2 separate regions of the Sus scrofa genome follow, and region 1 is linked to region 2. The links are chromatin contacts, called in public HiChIP or PLAC-seq maps. All regions are on one chromosome and are shown on one strand. Each heading gives the region's core, a stretch centred on a gene start, on an enhancer-like site or on the middle of the called end of the contact. The rest is flanking DNA. Distances are from core to core; before and after follow the strand shown. Region 1 holds the start of KDM2A (lysine demethylase 2A). Region 2 holds the start of RAD9A (cell cycle checkpoint control protein RAD9A).

Region 1 (4,079 bases), core at 1,419-3,918, 230 kb before region 2:
TGACCCGGGAGCCCCCGCTTTGAGGCGGGCAACGGCTGCCCTCGCCCAGGCCACCCGGCCTTCAGGTTGTGTGACTGTGACGGGCTGACTGGGGCAGAAGGCGGTTGAAGGGGGACGCGCCGCGTCTCCCCACTGCTGGGGGGGTGTTGTGCTTGGTGGGGGGTCGGGGGTCACCACCCTCCCCAGAGAGGTGGGGGAGGGCTGCCGGCGCAGCTGGCCGGCTAGGGGCGGGGTCACAGAGGCTAAGTGTGTGTTCGAGCGAGGGCGTTTGGGGGGCAGGGCGCGCGCGGAGGCGGATCCGCGGCCTGCGCGCAGGCGCGAGCAGCGGGCCCGGCCCGAGCCCTGGAAGAAGGCCGACGGGGAGCGGGGGCGGTGGGCCGGCGGGAGGGCGGGCAGGCTGACGCGAGGGGGGGCGGGGAGCCGCGTCGGCGTCGCCGGGCGCGGGCGATTCGAGGCCGACGCATCCGCGCGTGCGCGCGCCGGCAAAGTGTCCGCGTTAGAGGGGAGTGACGCGTGCGCGTTCACGTGCACCCGGGAGAGCGGTAAGAAGCCAAGGGAGACTTGAAGGGGGTGGGGGTGGAGAGGCGAGCCGGAGGAGGGGTGGGGAGGCGGCGCCTGCGCAGTACGCCGCGGAGGAGCTGTGTGTATGTGAGAGTCTGACGGGTTCAAAATGGCGGCGGCTGCTTCAGCGGCTCCTCCTGTGTGAGGGAAACAACACCCCTCCCCGGCAGCGGCGGCGGCGGCGGCGGCTGCGGCGGCTGCGGCTCGCAGAGCACCTTCCCAGCGGCTGGGCCTGTCGCCGCTCTGTCTATCCTGGGCAGGGGGCGCTTCGGGAGGAGGGGCAACGCCAGGGGGCCCATCCCCCGGAATCCCTCCTCTGCGACTGGGGAGTAGCCGGGGGCTCGTCCCGCAGCGCGGAGCCCGGGCTGAGGGGGAGACGCGAGGGGAGCCCGGGCCCCCAGCCCGGCGCGCCGCGCCGCTCCCGCCCTCTCCGCCCCCCGGGGCCGGGGCCCGCGTTCCGGGGGGCCGGGGTGGCGCGGGCAGCCTCGGGTCGGCCGGTCTCAGCTGATCGGCCGCCGCTCCCGGGCTCTGGAGGCGGCCGAGCCGCTGCTCGCCGAGGGCACGGTGAAGAGGGCGCTCCCCGCGGCCGGGGCTGGCCGGGGCTCGGGCTCGGGCTGCCGACCGCTGGCCCGGGGGAGGCGGGGGCGCCCCGGGCTCGGCGCCGAGGGGTCGCGCTCCCCTCTCCTGACGCCTCCGACTCCCGGTCTCCAAAGCCAGAAGAGGAGGTTTGATTCAGCAACTGTTTCCTCTCTTTTCCGGGTCGCTCTGACCCTCTGGATACTGGGTTGATCCACGGAAAAAACCGAAGACGACGTTTGGGATTTAATTTCTCCTCTCAGTTTTTTGGAATCTTTTACTTCTCACTTGGACAAGAACTCACGAGCAAAATCCCCGGTGAGATTCCCCCCCCCCCTTTGGAAGTTTGGTTCGCTGTGTTATCTAAAGACTTAATGTAAAGTTTCTATTTCTTTTTCCAACGGGTGAATGAACCATTGAAACGCCTTTCCCTGGGGGAACCCGGCGAGATTTGCCATTTTTTCTCTCCGGCCCAGTCCGCTCTGAAGCCTGGGCAGTCCTCGCCCGGGGGGTGCAAACACGGTTTCCCTCCCGACTTGGGGCGAGGGCTTCCTCCAGGAGGGCTCTGCCACGAACTGCACTTGAACTGTGTCATCGGGTCCTCTGGTCTTGTTGCAGTTTTGGAAGGATGCTATTAACGTGGCCATAATATAGTTACTAAAAGGGGGGAAAAAACCCTGCTTTCCCTATGGAAGCCATTATCCCTGAGAATAATTTGAAAAAAGAAAACCTTTCTTGGTATTAGGGATCGACTGTCGCGCAAACCGGTCTGTCTTTAATTTTTGAAAAAGATGTATTTTGCTAATTTCTATAGGTAAAAGTTGTTTATTTTATTACTCTAAACAGAAAGCTCTGATAAATTTTTGTTTCTGATTGGCAACTCTCTTGCGTTTGTTTCAGAGTTGTACACATCTCGTGTTGGGGTGGAGGGTTGGTTTGGGAATGAAAAGATACGAGGAGTCTGGGAAGGAAGGCGACGATTGTGTACGGATTTACCAGAAGTGTATGGGAAATTGATTTGGAGTCTAATTCTTGTTCTCTTTTTTGTATAGTTTATCTTTTCTTTTCCTTTAGCTTCTAATAGCCAATGAGAGAGAACTCATTTGGTGTGGATCTGGGTTAGTTCAGTGGCTGCTTCACCTGATCAGCTCTCTAAGAGAGAAAAATCTTGCCCCCCCCCCTTGGCTAATGCTTCCATGAAGGGGAGTCTTGCTTATTGTAATCCTGTGGGGAGAAATAAGTGGTGTAGCCCGTCTGTGAGGAACTGAAACCAACATTTTTTGCCTATAGGCCTCAGACAATTGTAATGTGATTAATGTTGATCATGACCTGCCTGGAACCACTTGCTCCAGAGCTGAGAGGTCCCAAACTAATGAAAAGGAACTAGATTTCTCAGGAAGCCTTTAATTTACACCTAATCTTAAGTATCTCATTCTGTGAAAAGAAAGCTTGAGTTTGAGGATGAGTTCTCATCTCTGCTCATATCATTATTCTTTAGTGTTGCAATCTGGTTCCTAAGGAGGAAGAGGAAGGCAGCCCTGGAGTGGTTTCTTTCTGTAATTTCAACAGAAGAGTGAGAGATGGAACCCGAAGAAGAAAGGATTCGTTACAGCCAGAGATTGGTTAGTATTTTCTTGTCATTTTTTTTTTTTTTCCAATTTTGAGGCACAGTAACTATTTTGTTTCCAGTTGTGAACACACTGTGATTAAAACTTCTCAGGTGGCTTTTCTCTGCACCAGAGGGAGGAGGGAAGGTGTATTAATATCTCTTTTGGTTTTTAGGCCAAGTAGTTAGAGCCTTAATATTCATCCTGTTTGGAAATGGATTTGTATGTAGCCTTTAACTTCTGTAGAAACCATTGTAGATCAAAGAATTTTGTGGATTACAACATGATAAGGATTTCTAATTTTGCAATACTGACATTGTAATTAATCTAGTTGATTAATTTAGATTAGAATGTAAATTTTAGGGGCAAAACTGCTTGAGAAACGTTAGTTCTTTATAACTTTTAGATTATGGTGTGCCAAGAGTCATTGCTTTGAGCTGGGGAGTAGAACTATGGATTTTTTTTTTTTTTTTTTTTTTTTTAAACGCAGATCAACTCTTACAGGGTTGAAAGTGATTGAGAAAAGGTAGAATTCTGGATGCTGACAGAGTTGTGTATTTTGTATTTTGGGAGGGATATATGAGATAAGATATATTTCATTGAAAGAAATTTTTACTTAGTAATCATTTACTTTGTGCATAGGAATACTTTGTGCTTTGGGCCCTGCTTTCCTCTCAAGGTTTCCCTATTGGAGTTTAAGAATTTGATTTCCGTTTTTCCTAGTTAAAGAGAGCTTTATTAATATTCTCACCATATGTTCATTTCAGAAATATGAATTTATGTTTGTAGAGTGGGGAATGAAGAAAGCCACAGAATTTTATATATTATGTAAAATTGGGTGAACTGAAAGACCTGGATTACTAAAGGAATTTATGGTGGTTTTATTTGGCTCTGCATTTTAGACTGAATTTAGAGGAAAAAAGAGTGATTTGCTAACCATTTTCTGATCATCTCCGGACTATTCTTTTTTCCCCTCCTTAATGTAACTGTTAAAAAGGTATGGAGTGTATATCCAGTAGGCAATATGTTCTGGCAACCCTTGGTGTCAGAGATTTGCTTCTTGTCTGTGTGTTGAGATTATAATTCTTTATCTCCAACTTTTAGAAATAAAGTGTATCGTTAGTGGACTTTTGTACATTTAGGATTTATTTTTGCTTTGACGTTTCTTGGATTTAATTTTTCTTTGGGAAAAGAAAAGAAGATCCTGCAAAACTCTTTTCCCAGTTACTCACTGCTTCATGGAATTCGTTTTTATCATGTCAAGCTGGTAGGATTGTTGAGCTCTTTCGCATATGTCTGAGACATCTTGGGATCCAGTCTTTCAAAGCAAGTTTT
Region 2 (4,100 bases), core at 1,488-3,987:
GCTCCGATTAGACCCCTAGCCTGGGAGCCTCCACATGCCCAATAAAAGAGACAGACAGACACACACAAAGCAGCGTGCTAAGAGAGAACCACAGGCAGCCCAGCTCCACTTGGGTCACAAACCTATTCATTGAATGTATACTTCCCGATCACCTACAGAGGACCAGGCCCTGTGGGAGGTCCAGGGTTACAGCAACACAAAGCAGACTCCGTCCCTGCCCTCATGGGGCTGAGGTACCAGTGGGGAAGACAGGCATTAAAGTAGATGCGCAGGAAATAATTGGAGGAGACAGAGAAGGCCTCTCTGAAGATCAGCAACGGACCATGAGCCCTAGAAGGAGGAGGAGCCAGCGTGAGAAGGAGAAGAGCCTTCCAAGTGATGGGAACAGCATGTGCTGAGATCCCGAGGTGGAAAAGGATGTGGCTGGTTCAAAGAACTGATAAGGCCCACACAGCTGCAGAGGAAGGCCAGAGGCAGGTGGAGAGATGGGTGGGGTAAATTTACACACACACACACATTTTTTTTTTTTTTTTTGGCTGTGCCTATAGCATGTGGAAATTCCCAGGCCAGGGACTGAACCCATGCCACAGAAATAACCAGAGCCACAGCAGTGACACCACCAAAACCTTAACCCACCGAGCTACTGGGGAACTCTGGGTAAGTTTATATTTTACAGCAAGTGTAGTAATTGGGAACCACTGGGTCTAAACAAGGGAGAGGTGTGACACAACTGACATTTTAGGACAGCCACGTTGTGCTGTGTGGACAGTGGGCTAGAGGAAACCGGCTGGAGGCAGGAAACTAGTCAGAGAGCTCCAACAGTCATTCAGGTGAGAGATGAGGGTGGCCTGAGCCAGGTTGATGTCCGTGGACATGAGAGAGGAGGGTGAAGCTGTCTCATCTGGCAGGCAGAGGATTCAGGGCTTGCTGAAGGATAGTAGCATGCAGAGTGCAGGAGGGGACAAGGTCAAGGTTGATTTACTGACCTAAGCCCCTGGGTAGGGATGCTACCATTTATACTGACCACTCCTAAAAGGCAAGAATAACCTCCTCCGAAGTTTTGGAACCCTTGGTGAAGAACAGGAGTGGAGGGCAAGGAGAGGAAGAAACAGAGTGGGGTCAGAATCGCAGGCCAGGGAGCTCCCATCGTGGTGCAGCGGAAACGAATCCCACTAGGCACCAAGAGGTTGCAGGTTTGATTCCCGACCTCACTCAGTGGGTTAAGGATCTGGTGTTGCCATGAGCTGTGGTGTAGGTCACAGACATGGCTCGGATCCTGTGTTGCTGTGGCTGTGGTGTAGGCCAGTGGCTACAGCTCTGATAGACCCCTAGCCTGGGAATCTCCATAAGCTACAGGTATGGCCCTAAAAAGCCAAAAAAAGAAAAAAAAAGAAAAAAAAAAAACCCTGCAGGCCAGGAGCAGGAGGGCAGTGACCTGCAGACAAACCTGGCCTACTCACTGCAGACAGTACCAGAGGGGCAAGGCTGGGTGTTGGGGGGGGGTGCCCTTCAAAGAACGCGGAGTGCTGCAGGGAACCAGAGGTCAAGGAGTCCCTCCAGGACCTCCTTCATGTGACACACCAGAGGATTTAGGCCCCCGGCAACAGGTAGACCTGTTACGTTGATGAACCCCCCGCCTTTGGCACAGTCCCTCGGTCTTTTTTTTCTTTTTTTGCTGTGCTGTGGCATATGGAATGCCCTGACCAGGGATCAGATCCCAGTTGCAGTTGCAACCCATGGCAATATCAAATCCTTAACCCCCAACCCCCACCCTACCGCTCCCCGTGCTGGGCTGGGGATCAAACCTGCATACCGGCATACCCGCAGGCCAGAAACGGGGAAGATGCCATTGCACCCCAGTGGGAACTCCTTGGCCTTTTTAAAGTGGCCACATGGGGGAGTTCCTTGGTGGTCTAGTGGTTAGGACTCCATGCTTTCACCGCTGCACTCAGGCCAAGGTTCAATCCCTGGTCTGGGAACTGAGATTCTACATCAAGCTGCTGCGAGCCACGGTCAAATTAATGAATGGCCACACACAGGAGTCCACCCTCGTAAAATATTTCCAGTTTCTCATTAGCAACCCTCAGCATTTGGCGCCCCCCCATCTCTCCTCTCATAGACCCATCTTCCTCTGAAGGGGCAAAGCCCCATGCACCGCTAAGTCTTTACTCTCGGCTTCCCCTGCCAGCCACACCCTTCTACTCCTTTCTGCCTGGAGAGTCTTATGTTCTCCGGGATCACTGAAGGAGTCTCCATGCCATAGCCAACAGCCACTTCCCACCCCGAGATCCCGCTTCCATCTCTTTTCGGATGGTGGTTGCTGCATCTGTCAGTGTCCCGCGGCCCCGGAATGGGTGCGACGGTGTTGTTTCGATCCGGAATCCCAACAGACGCCCAGGAAATCGGTACTACGTTTGTGACCCAGGCGGGCTCCCCCGTGCATCTGCAGATTCTTAGGTCAGGGCTCGCTCCTCCGCACCCTCTGAGCGCCTCGCGTTCGGGTGCGCAGCCGCAGTGGGCCCCGCTGACCAGCCGGGCTCCCCAGGGGGGCTGGAGGGGACAAGAGGGGCCTGGACGGCGAGAAGCCGCCAGCAAGGCAGGCGCCCAGCGCTCCCGGCTCACGTGACCGCCCCCCGCCCACTGCGGACCCAGTCACGTGACGGCCCAGCCGGCGAGCGTTTTCTCACGTGACGAGGCGCCAGCGTGTGGCCCAATGAGGAGGCGGGGGCGGGGCTGCCGGGGGCGGTGCGCGGGAAGGAAACCCGGGGCCTCCGCGGCTGCGGGGGAGACCCGGAGGGAGGGCGGCCGGGAGCCGGGGTACGGGGTGGGGCCCGCCGCCAGTCTCAGCCTGGTCGCGGGGAGCAACATGAAGTGTTTGGTCACGGGCGGCAACGTGAAGGGTGAGTTGAGGCCGGCCGGGGGCCGGGACACGTGGGACGGCCCAAGGCTCGAGCCCAACCCGGGTTTCTCCTCTCGTTCCCGCAGTGCTCGGCAAGGCTGTCCACTCCCTGTCCCGTATCGGGGACGAACTCTACCTGGAGCCCCTGGAAGATGGGGTGAGGGGCCAGGGTATTGGGGGAGGGTGGGTTTCCAACAGGGAACCCTAAACTGGGCTCGGAGTCTCGTTCCCATCAGGCAGGATGCTGTTATGCAGATTTGTCTGCTGAGTTACAGTTTCCTCCCCTGTTGTTGAGGTGTCGGCTTGGGCCCGGTCCTCTTCCCAGGCCGATGTGTGAGCTGAGAGCATCTGTCCTCACTCAAGTGTCTGGTGGCGGGTGGGTGACAAGGTAAAATGCGTAGGTGCTGAGGCCGACTCCGGGAAGGCGTCATGGTGAAGGTATCCGCTGACCGCCAGGAGAGGGAGGGTTTTCAACAGCTGATGGAAACGGAGGATAGCAGGGCAAGAGGGAGCAAAAGCCGGCCAGAGGGCTGGGCCTGTCACTGCTGGTGACCGCATCCCTCTCCCTGCTTTTCCTGGTCCAGCTCTCCCTCCGGACTGTGAACTCCTCCCGCTCCGCCTATGCCTGCTTCCTCTTTGCCCCGCTCTTCTTCCAGCAGTACCAGGCGGCCACCCCTGGTCAGGACCCATTGCGCTGTAAGATCCTGATGAAGGTGAGGCCCATTCCTCAGCCGTGGTCATGACTCCCCCAGGAACTCTGCCAGCAGTGTGCTTGCTCTGGGGCAGCTAGTAGGTGGCAGCTAGGGGGAGATATGTATGCAGGAGCAGGAGGGATCCCCTTCAAAATGCAGCAAGGGTGTAGTAAAGACAGCCACGGAGGGGAGGAGTTCCTGTCGTGGCACATTGGAAACAAATCTGACTAGTATCCATGAGGACACAGGTTCGATCCCTGGCCTCTCTCAGTGGGTTAAGGATCCGGCGTTGCTGTGAGCTGTGGTGTAGGTCGCAGATGAGGCTCGGATCTGGCATGGCTGTGGCTGTGGTGTAGGCCGGCAGCTGCCGCTCCGATTCAACCCCTAGCCTGGGAACCTCCATATACCGTGGGTGCGCCCCTAGAAAGCAAAGCAAAAAAAAAAAGATGGCCACTGGGAGTTCCCGTCGTGGCGCAGTGGTTAACGAATCCGACTAGGAACCATGAGGT

What was found. HiChIP or PLAC-seq counts read pairs in DNA pulled down with a chosen protein or histone mark.
Region 1: an H3K27ac HiChIP or PLAC-seq map of alveolar macrophages shows a contact between it and region 2. The contact joins the promoter of KDM2A here to the promoter of RAD9A in region 2. A contact is called at or near these places in 1 of 47 Hi-C or Micro-C datasets (retroperitoneal adipose tissue) and 1 of 2 datasets of contacts at active chromatin or transcription factors (alveolar macrophages).

Annotation. Positions count from the first base shown.
Region 1 is chr2:5,354,162-5,358,240 of Sscrofa11.1, reverse strand. It overlaps KDM2A (lysine demethylase 2A), which reads left to right and starts at 2,668. Exons shown (of 20, transcript NM_001160090.1): 1 at 2,668-2,759. The coding sequence starts at 2,718.
Region 2 is chr2:5,128,377-5,132,476 of Sscrofa11.1, reverse strand. It overlaps RAD9A (cell cycle checkpoint control protein RAD9A), which reads left to right and starts at 2,737. Exons shown (of 11, transcript XM_003122463.5): 1 at 2,737-2,900; 2 at 2,986-3,056; 3 at 3,484-3,612. The coding sequence starts at 2,867.